Linked DNA regions of Aphis gossypii: region 2 is linked to region 1. Evidence: chromatin contacts called from public Hi-C data. All regions are on one chromosome and are shown on one strand. Each heading gives the region's core, a stretch centred on a gene start, on an enhancer-like site or on the middle of the called end of the contact. The rest is flanking DNA. Distances are from core to core; before and after follow the strand shown. Region 1 holds the start of LOC114128256 (GDP-fucose transporter 1). Region 2 holds the start of LOC114131691.

Region 1 (5,636 bases), core at 285-2,784:
CAACAAACATACTCCTTTTGCTAACATTCCCTTTCATTTGTTTTGAATTGCTCTTTTTAACTTTTCTAGGGTTTCACAGTATATGCTCCAGTAATTGTCTTTCCCTGAGGCAAAAAATCAATCAAAATTATCCCTTTTTTTTTCCAAAACATAGACCCTATGATTTTTTTGGCCGAAATTGAGGTTTTGAACTTTATGGCAGAAGGGGAACCAGTGTGCTGCCACTGAGATCACTGTCTTTTTGTCTCAGAGGTATAATGAGCCACCCATGTTTCATCACCAGTACAATGGAACTCAAAAAAAAGTTTTTCCTTCCGCAAAAAGGAACCTTATGACAGCGCACATTTCGCACTTGGCAGGATTTCTTATTGACATATTGCACAAGAACAAACACTACAAGGCAAGTTTTGGTAATGACGAGAATTGGCGGTACTTGTTGGATTCAAGAGACTCTGTACTACCACTTAGTGTTGCCAATTTTTGAAAAAATAATGCACACAGTCTGACTGCCAACCAGTACTATTACTTTGTGGATATGCCTTGTATTATAGGTAGCTATTATAATATTATAGTATTGTAATTTACTAGAAATACAATTTTTTTTTAAGTTGAACAAATGTATTAAAAAAGCTTTCTTAACTTGATTCTAAAAAAATTAAATATTTAGATAAATAATAACTTAAAATTTAATAATATTAACCCACATTATGGGTAAACTCATCAGGCATAAAACTGTAAAATAGCCAAAAAACTTTTAATTAGACAGTAATTAATTTAGCAGCTTAAAAATAATCAACAGCGTGACTAGGGCTCCCTAAAAGTGTAACATCCAAGAGTGGATTTATTAGGAAATTGCATTGGAATTTTACTCACGTGATAAATTGAAACCAGCGAACTGATCGATTTCTTCAAAATCTGAACGGATATCGTCGGCGGACAACTGCGAATCGAGAAGCGCGCGTTCTTCTTCCACATCCAAAATCACTGACGAGTCATCGTCTTTGAACACCTTGTAGTTTCTGGGCTTGATGAACCCGTCGTCTTCGTCGTCGTTGCCTTTGCCTCCATCGCGACCACCGCCAACGGTGCCGCTGTGGTCACCATAACTCCGTCGAATCACGGTGAGCCCACACGACGGCAGACGCGATTGCAATATTGAACATCGGCCGACCGCCATCAGGCTCCTGGACAATTGTCGACAAATTTTCAACGACAACATCGTCGAGTACTTTTTCACACCATTCGCACGAGATCCTCACCAGCGTTCCGTTGGGAAAAGTCTCTCGACGATGAAACTTAGAAGCCCGCTCGGAAATTTGGACTCGTCGAATACTTGAATTTCGTACTTTCAATTACAATATTGTGCGACGTTATCAAGACGGTTTAACTCGCGGTGTGCTCTCTGCCCGAACCGGTGATAATACTATCTTTGGAGGCAAACCACCATGGTTGTACACGGATAAATATTGTTTTTTTACGTCATGTATTCGTGGTATACCATGCTTATCACGAATATAAAACGTTTCTTATCTCTACCGGACGTTTTTATTCAAGTAATAATTATTGTATATGATTGTTATTCAATCACTGTTATTATCGATTAACGAATTGTGCGTTGGAATAATAATAACGATAAAAACATAATATTTTTCGTGTCCACGGACAGACATTTGACCAACACAAGCGTCTCGCGTGTACCCATTACAGTCGCAACCCGCGATTTCGATAGACGTAACTTTTCGTATTTTGTTAAGTTATTTGATGTTTAAATTTTAGTATACGTACATTACCGTGATTTAGGTATTCAGTCAGACACGTATGTTTTTTTTGTGCAAATAGAAAAGAATAAAAAATAAATTGTAACGACTAACGATGTAACTAAACAGTTTAAATCGTTGTGTGTCGTTTACCAAAAGTGTACGCGACGCGGAACGAATACCCCATACCTCCTCAAGTATACTAACTAGTTACCATCCACATATTTGTCAAATAAAATCGTTATATTTTGAGATGAAGCTCGATACTTTATCGTGGAAATATATCCGAATATTTTTTGTTGTCGTTATTTATTGGTAAGTGGTTTAGCGGTTACAATACATTTACAGTCTTATTGATTTTTAAATATTTTCTAACTTTATTCTACTAATCCTACCTATATTGTGTCTGAATGTTTGCTTGATATTTTACAGGGTGGTATCTATTCTTACAGTATTTGTAAATAAGACTTTACTGAGTATTGACCATCTAGATGTGGATGCTCCTATATTCATTGCGTGGTTCCAGTGTTTGGTTTCAGCTATAATTTGTTTCATTTTAAGTAATTTGTCTAAGACATTTCCACAAGTAGTTCAGTTTCCTGAAGGAAATCCATTTAATGCAGTAACTGTTAGAAATGTAAGTTATTTAAGTTATACTGATGAAGTATTAATGTAAAAAAAAATTAAACTTAGATGACATATTGTTATATTATGGTGTATTGATTGGACCAGTAATTTTTTTTATGAATAATATTTTAACATCATACTTGTTGTACTTAGTGCAGATCTAAATCCATAATAATTAAAGGTTTTCATAAATATAGTGTTATTGTTATACCTAAAATATCATAGTCTTGTTCTACATTTTTACTTTTTCTTAGTTTTTAACAGCCGTCAACCTGCTTTACCATCCCTTCATACAACAAATTCTCTCTACTATTCAGTGCCATAAAAACTGGGTGTGCAAAGTGTACACAGCACACGGGCCACAGGCCTCATACTATATTGTAGGGCCTCAAAAAGATTATAATATGGCCACACAGGCCTCGAGTAGTCTAGTTACAGCACTGCTACGATTTCTTTTTTATGTTCCATCTTCTATGAAATACATTTTAATTTGTATTTTTAGATTCAAAAGTACTTCAATCCCCCTAAACCTGTAGGTAACTTAATTTTTATTATTAGAATTTAATAAATCCCATCTTAAAACAAATCTACCAAAAGATGATTTTATTTGCACTTATGTATAAAATCAATATATTTTTTAATTGTTTCTATCATAACTAAATACTAAGTATGGTTAACCTTAAAATAATGTTATATATACTGCGTGTTATTATACGTAAGTAATTTTTTTAAATTTATCATTTATTTAAATTGTATTATGTATATTTAAATATTCAAATATATGTCTTACTTTATATTTTAGGTATTGCCATTATCAATGTTATATATTGCAATGATATCTACAAATAATTATTGTCTAAAATTTGTTGATGTCACTTTTTATTATGTTGGTCGATCACTTACAACAGTATTCAACGTCATACTTTCCTACTTAATATTAGGTAACTATATATTTTTTTTTTTTAGTATAGTAGGGATCATAATATAGTACCATATTTATTATAGTTGCCATGTGTGGTGTATAATGTTTTTTGTATATTATTAATCTGGTGTTACCAGATTCGTGATATCTTCATCTATTCAAGATAAAAAAAAATATTGTATGTGGGTTGGACCACAATATATTACATCATATATTTTGAAATAATAAAATTTAAATATGATCATAAAGAACTAGATATTTTATTTAATATTAATCATGTATTATCTAGTATAATTCATCAGTTTATTGCTAAGTTAAATGGTATAACTTTTTAATAGTTTTAATAGTGTTAATTTGTTTTTAATTATTAATTATTTTATTTTATAAAGTAATTTTTTGATTTTTAGGTCAAACTACTTCAATGAGCTGTCTCATTTGTTGTTTTGCTGTAGTGTGTGGATTTTTTTTGGGAGTAGATCAAGAAAATCTTTCAGGTATTATTATTAAATATTTTAATTATTGGCAAATTATTATGGTATATCATTGAATTTATTTATATTTCTTTAATGTTATTTAGGATTGATACAATCAAAGTAAGATTTTTATTATGTTTTAAAAATATAAATAATTTGAGACCAATAATAATAATTTAAACTAAAAAGTAATTATTTACAAAACCAAATGGTGTCTAATTTTTATAATTTACAGACTTTAATAAATAAATAACTATGCAATACAATACAACTAATTGCGTGTGTAGTCTACCTGGAACATTAGTATATGCTCACACAGTCGCACGGTGTTTTATACATATATATTTTTTTTAAGAGGATGCTATATCTGCATGTGTTATCTTTGTTTTACAAGTACATAACATAGCAAAATTACTCTTAGCAGATCATGTTTAACTCAGTTAGTTTGAAATTAGAGTGAATCGACTTATTGTGAAACTTGAAGATAAGAACATTATCTATGTTCGTATGTTGGTTTTTTACGATTATTCAGTTTTTAAATGAGTAATGAGCATATTTAATGTACGCTATATTATGAACGCATAACTTGTTAAAATTGAACAATTATAAAAACTAACATACAAACACCTTCAAGCTTCATAATAAGTTGATTCACTCTAATTTTTAAACATGATATCCTGAGCGTAAATATGCTATGTTATGTACTTGTAAGATGGAGACAACACATGTGGTTTGGCGTCTTCTTAAGAATATTAATTTAAGTACGCCTATTTATTTTTCACGTTATTTTATATTTTTTAATGTGCCATTTGGAATTACAAATTTTATTTTCTGCTCATAGTAGTAATAATATTTATATAACAAATAGAACAACTTATTTAATACATTTTAAAATTAAAAATAAAATTTGTATATTAATTTAAACATATTTTTCATAGCTATCATAATAGTTGATGAAATACATAATTTAGTACATGCATATTATATAATATTTACATAATTCTGTATTAAGTTGATACCTACTCTGTAAGCAAAGCTTGTGGCGGGAGTAGGGAGTATTTTACGTAATTATTTACATTTAAACACAATTAATAAGTAGATAATATAATGTATTGAATCAATTTTTATTATTTAAATAATTCAAGAAATAAATAAAGTGATCTATTATTTCTATTTAATAACATAATAGAAATTATAATACTTTTATTATGATTGATTTATTCTTGTTATATATTTTACAGGTTCATTTTCATTGGTTGGAACATTATTTGGAGTTATAAGTTCATTTTCTTTAGCATATTACTCTATTCAAATCAAAAAAGTTCTGCCTCTTGTGAATAACCAAATCTGGCTACTTTCTTATTTTAATAATGTATATGCTACCATATTATTCATTCCACTTTTAGCGTTTGAAGCTAAAGAATTGAGTAATTATAGTAAATTGACTGAATATAAGTTTTTAATCTTAATGATAATTGGTGGTGTTTGTGGACTTTCAATTGGTTATGTAACAGTACTCCAAGTACAAGTAAGTACATTATATGATTAATGATAAAGCTATAAAACCATATTTAAAATAAATAAACAAAAATATTTATATGTTCTTTGTGAATTATATAAGTATTCATGTTTACATGTATGAGAGAAAATCAAGACTTCCTTTTTGTTGTCGCGAATAGAATTAATAACAAACAATACATACAAAATATAATAAATAATACTTACAGGATACATCGTAAAAAAAAATTTGTTATTTAATTGCAACACTGAGTTATATGCATTAAAAATAAGGTGCGGACGACTTCAATTAACATTATTTGCCGTGAATATGTTTAGCTATAATTTGTATATAATATT
Region 2 (5,324 bases), core at 1,221-3,720, 130 kb before region 1:
TACTTATATAATTAGATATAAGACATACCACGTGAACAGCACAATTAAATAGGTACTTAGTCGAAAATCTTTATACATAGGTGACTTAGTTGAAGTAGATACTAGCGATACGAGTACGATATCCAAACTAGATAATCATTAAAAAGTTTAAGTGTCGATTTCATATTCATTTATCTCAAGCTAGATGAGCATGAATTATAAATTAAGTGTCATTCAATTGGTAGATATATGCTAATTAAAGGCAATATAGAGTACCCCAGTCCAACCAATAATATATGAGCTTCAAAAATTAAGCTTATGTATTTTTTTAGTAAGACATAACGTGATCACCTGGGTAATTGGTGGGTTATTAATATTTAATCTACATAAACTACGGGCCTAAAACGATCAGTGTGTTACGACACACGTTGCTGTGCGCACCGTGTCCGGCTAAACGAGTTGTAAACGAGCATACAGAACTTTGAAATTGATAATCATCTGAGTACAGTCGTACAGAGTAGGTACTCACACCTAATACATCTATCTACACATTGAATATAATCTTATTTCCACGACAGCCGCTTCCTTTAACATACTTGCTAATTTTAAACTCTGAGCAAAGCGATGTGTATTTTTTTTTAAGTCATCATCTTTTAAGGCTCTAAAATTAGTTGATTTTCAACTTTGGTGGGGATTTCTGGTAGTAAATTGGATCTAATATTGGTACTTTGAGTTACAATATTCAAGGTATTTTTCCAAAAATATTTTGCTATAACATTAAAAACACTTATAGTAAGAACATCAGTGATCGGACGACAACTGATGTATTCAACATGTCCAACGTGGTACAGTCGTTGACATTTATCATTATATGCTTAATATTATTATGTGATAACCAAATGGTATATCATAGGTAGGTATTAGATAGGTAAGTATAGTATTAATTCTAGTTAGCCAGAAGACTGAATTTTATCCTATAAGTCTCTCAATAGTTATTTTTTAGTTAGATACCTAAACCATATTTATATGATTTAAGCAAATAAATGAAAATATTTTTTACTAGGTAGGCTTTATTATTACTATAATATAGGTTAGAAACTTATTAAAGCTACCTACCTACATGTTGGCTAGATACCTAAATAGTTACTATGAAATAGTTTCGTATATATCAAGTGAATAATTGAGTATAAGCTTAAATTTTCTAAACTGCTGATTTACTTATTTTTTGAACAGATAACGAAAATAGTGTGGCCAAAAAAATGTTGATTGTGCCAAAACTTAACAAAGTCAACACGTCAGTTGTCAGTTGTACCTCCATGGCTCCATACAAGTGTAAATAAAAAACCATTTTGGTTGCCAACTTTTAGGAGTGTACTTAGTTTTTATTTTAATAGGCTTTTATCATCTTAAACTACCTAGTTTAAAATTATGAATGTCCTAGTGGTTGGGTTATTGGAATATCACTAACCATTATATTATTCTATCATTTCGCTTGCGACACATTTATTAATATAAAATATAATATATAGGTAGTCAGATTAATGATTATAGTAATTATACATTTATACACAAAAATTCAAATTCAAATAAATAATGTTTAAATTTGGAGAGAATATAATCATTAAACATACATTATATAAAGATAGAAAAAATACTGATCTAAAGTAGAATATAAAATAAGTAACCTACAAACTGTCATTTGATTAAAGTAATAAATTGCATGACTGTATGTTAAATTTTCCAAGGATAGAATGATATATATAACAATGTATGTTTATTTTAGAGATCACTATGTGATAATAGTATACTCGGTATACCAACCCACATTTCAATATTAATCCTATTTTAGTATTGATTTTTAGTTTAAGTTTCAACACTTAAAATCTAAATGCATTAAACATTTTAATTAATAATGATTGAATATAAAAAAATGTATTATAATTGATTATTCCTAGACCGTAACAGTTATGCGTGAAGCTAGGTGAAGATGTTCCTTATAGTAATTGGAACTTTGAAGCAGCAAGAGTGGAAGGTGGTCTAAAGAAGAACACAAAAATTGGAGGTGAATGGTGGTAACTAGTCTACATGTGAATTAAAAATATTAATTATATATTAAAAAAAAAAAAAAATAAATAAATTTCTAAGCAAAAAAATTGAAAACATTGACTACGGTGTAACTTCATGTAAGTATAATACTTAGCAACATTGAGCATAATGAAGTAAAATCAAAGTTAAAGTACCTATATTATAGTAGTAGGTACCTACTAAGTTACTATTTTAAATTCTCGTCGGTAGCTAATACACACGAATGTCTCGTTGTAAATTAAAACAAAATATATTGTAACAAAAAATACTTGGTTACCTTCTATATGATTAAAAAATAATGAAACATACTCGTAATTATTATATTATATTATAATAGATCCCTAATTGCTAATTAGCAAGTGAAAATAAATAAGTATAAATCACCGTGACAACATTTTTGTTTATGCATTTCTATTCAGTTTAAACAATAAGTTAACAGGTACTTAAGTACAATATTGATAATTTATTATAACTTTAATAATTGTATAAGTTAATTTAACTCTATAAGTACTAAACATAACAACTAAAATGGTCGCCTGCAAAAAGAATACTAGTGCGTATTACACTACCTACTGTAATATGCTACTTTCAGAGTAAATTTTTAAACTGTTTGCATATAGATAAAGTTGAATGTACTGCGTTATCGACTTCAACGACGACTGAACCCAAGGGTTCAAAGTTTGTAGATTCTTGGGTACACGATTCTTCGCCGCTGGACATAGATTTGGATAATGTAACGCCAATTATTCTTCCACCACTAATTTGGTTGGAATCAGAAACGATACCCTTAAAAATGTCTATTAGAAATATAGGAACGACATGTATGTATTGGTAACATTTTTTACTGATATTATTAATAAATCAATTTTAATTAAATTTTATGTTGATTTTAGTATTAACATAGTTAACATAGAATCGTATAATAGTAAATAATTAACTCATAATTCATAAATATCTCTAATTGTATAGAATAACAAATAATATATCTATTGATTTTACTTTAAATTCAAAGTTAATGTTGATGCCGAATATTCCGGACCAAGACCTTCGTTGAATGGTTCTATATTACAGTATCCGTACGAGTTTTCAAGTTTTCATTTTCATTGGGGTACTAAACAAGACAATGGTAGTGAACATCGTACAATGGGAAAATGGTAACCCAAAATACAATTATATTCTTTTTATTTTATTTATGGCGATTAATATTAATAGTTCTCCAATGGAAATACACTTAGTGTTTTATAATATCAGTTACTCAAATACTTCCGAAGCCTTTAACGCTAAAGATGGTAAATTGATATTGACGTATATGTGTAAAGTATGAAAATACTATGGTAAAATACATTTGGTATCATTGACAATATTACATTTTAAGTTGGATCGCTATGAAAATGCCACGTTGGACAATTTGACATCAAATTTAAAAAAAATTAATAAACTAGGAGAATTTATCGAAGTAGATTCGTTTGCATTATCAAACTTGTTTGATAATGATTTACAAAATTATCACATGTATTGGAGTGCATGTGAAGTTGTTCGTGAAAATCTAGTATTATGGATGATTTCTTCAAAAGAAATTTCAATCAATGAAGCACAGGTTCGTGCAATTCATATCAAAATTTTATTTTTATTTTGATAATAAATCAATGAAGACAGACTTGTCATGAATATACTTATTTTTTTAAAATTAAATAATTCATAATGTAACATTTATGTTAAGTTAAAATTTTAATGATAAATATGAACAATAATATTAATAAAAGAATCTTCTAATATAATATATATATGTATTAATAAATGTATATTGGATGATTCTTTTACCGAACAATACTCATTATAAAAAAAATGCTATTTAAGTTTTTGAAAAAAATAAAAAATATAATTTCCAGTCAAAATAAAACAATAGTTAAAAAAAAAATATGTTTTTTAAATATTTAATTTTTGGAATGATAACATACCAAATAACAACCTTTTTGTTTTAAAAAGAAAAAAAATAGTACGTAATTAAAACGGGATTCCTTATAAAAATGTGCATCTGGTATTGTTTACGTTATTTATATCAGTGTATATTTTTAATAGTTATCTCGTATGCGATCTCTTAAAGGACCTGATAATAAGTTTATAATGTCAAATTGTCGATTGGCAAAATTATCAGGGGGGAACAAAGTGCTACACGTGACTCAGCATCCAATAGACCAAAAGAAAATTCAGTCGATGGAAGAAAAGGACAATATTGCATTAGCAGCACCAGAAAAAATTGATATGCCGAGTAACAAACCAAGTACATCTGCACAAACAAAGCAAAAAGAACCGGAACAATTATTGTCTAATAAAAGCAACATCGATAGTGATGTGGCTAAAAAAGAAGATGTGATTATTTCGGTAGTCACTACCGTTCCAACAGCTAATCTAACAGTAACAAACGAAATTCGGTCTAAAAAAGATATAAAATCTACAAAATCACTTGATTTGGAGGACCAACGTAAAGATATGGAACACATTTTGAACATCACCAAACCTTTATGTTCAAATAACAAAGAGAAAAACATACTAAATGATCCAGAACTGACAAAGAATATAGTAATGAGGTTCGTAAGCGATTGCGATTTATCATTATTATATTTATAGTAAGATTTATCCGTCTCTAAATTTATATTAAATTACTAAAAACGTACCTATTCAATTAAAATAGAGATATTATAATTGGTTAGGGTTTTTACATAATCTAAAATTGGTTCTTAACAGACAACTACAAAATAATCTATTAAAAAAAAAAATAGTAATAATAATAATTTCTTAATTTTTGTATTTATTTTATATCTTTATTCTTAATAACTTCATATTTATTAATTTATTTTATAAACAAGATAAACCATAATATATATAATTGTTATAATTACATGCGTAATGTATACAAGGGCTCAGGCGCTCAGCCCGTATATTATAATATTATAAACTAAAATAATAAATGTTTTCTATTTTACCTGATATTATTATTATTGTCAACTCATATAGTTCTATCGACGATCTTATGTTCGATTTAACAAATTACAATAAAGCAGAGTTAAAACCTTCTCAACGACCAGAAGTACAGAAAAACCACAGAGAAGGAGTTCGAATGAATACTACGGCTTTAAGAAGAGAAATGCATATTAAAAACAAAGATATAATATCTATAAAATCACATGATACGGAAGATCAACGTGAAGAAATGGAGTTGGTAGCCGAGAATTTTGATTCAGATCTGAACCTAATGCAAC

What was found. A called contact is a pair of places that touch in the nucleus more often than the background predicts.
Region 2: a Hi-C map of whole body shows a contact between it and region 1, with 2.7 times the contacts expected there. The contact joins the promoter of LOC114131691 here to the promoter of LOC114128256 in region 1. A contact is called at or near these places in 2 of 2 Hi-C or Micro-C datasets (both in whole body).

Annotation. Positions count from the first base shown.
Region 1 is chrX:19,075,877-19,081,512 of ASM2018417v2, reverse strand. LOC114128256 (GDP-fucose transporter 1) reads left to right here and starts at 1,534. Exons shown (of 6, transcript XM_027992732.2): 1 at 1,534-2,072; 2 at 2,190-2,394; 3 at 3,187-3,325; 4 at 3,714-3,800; 5 at 5,021-5,307. The coding sequence starts at 2,011. LOC114128255 (mitochondrial assembly of ribosomal large subunit protein 1) reads right to left here and starts at 1,394. Exons shown (of 3, transcript XM_027992731.2): 1 at 874-1,394. The coding sequence starts at 1,219.
Region 2 is chrX:19,206,210-19,211,533 of ASM2018417v2, reverse strand. LOC114131691 reads left to right here and starts at 2,470. Exons shown (of 8, transcript XM_050208014.1): 1 at 2,470-2,617; 2 at 2,685-2,885; 3 at 3,077-3,218; 4 at 3,277-3,382; 5 at 3,440-3,661; 6 at 4,144-4,652; 7 at 5,080-5,324. The coding sequence starts at 2,593.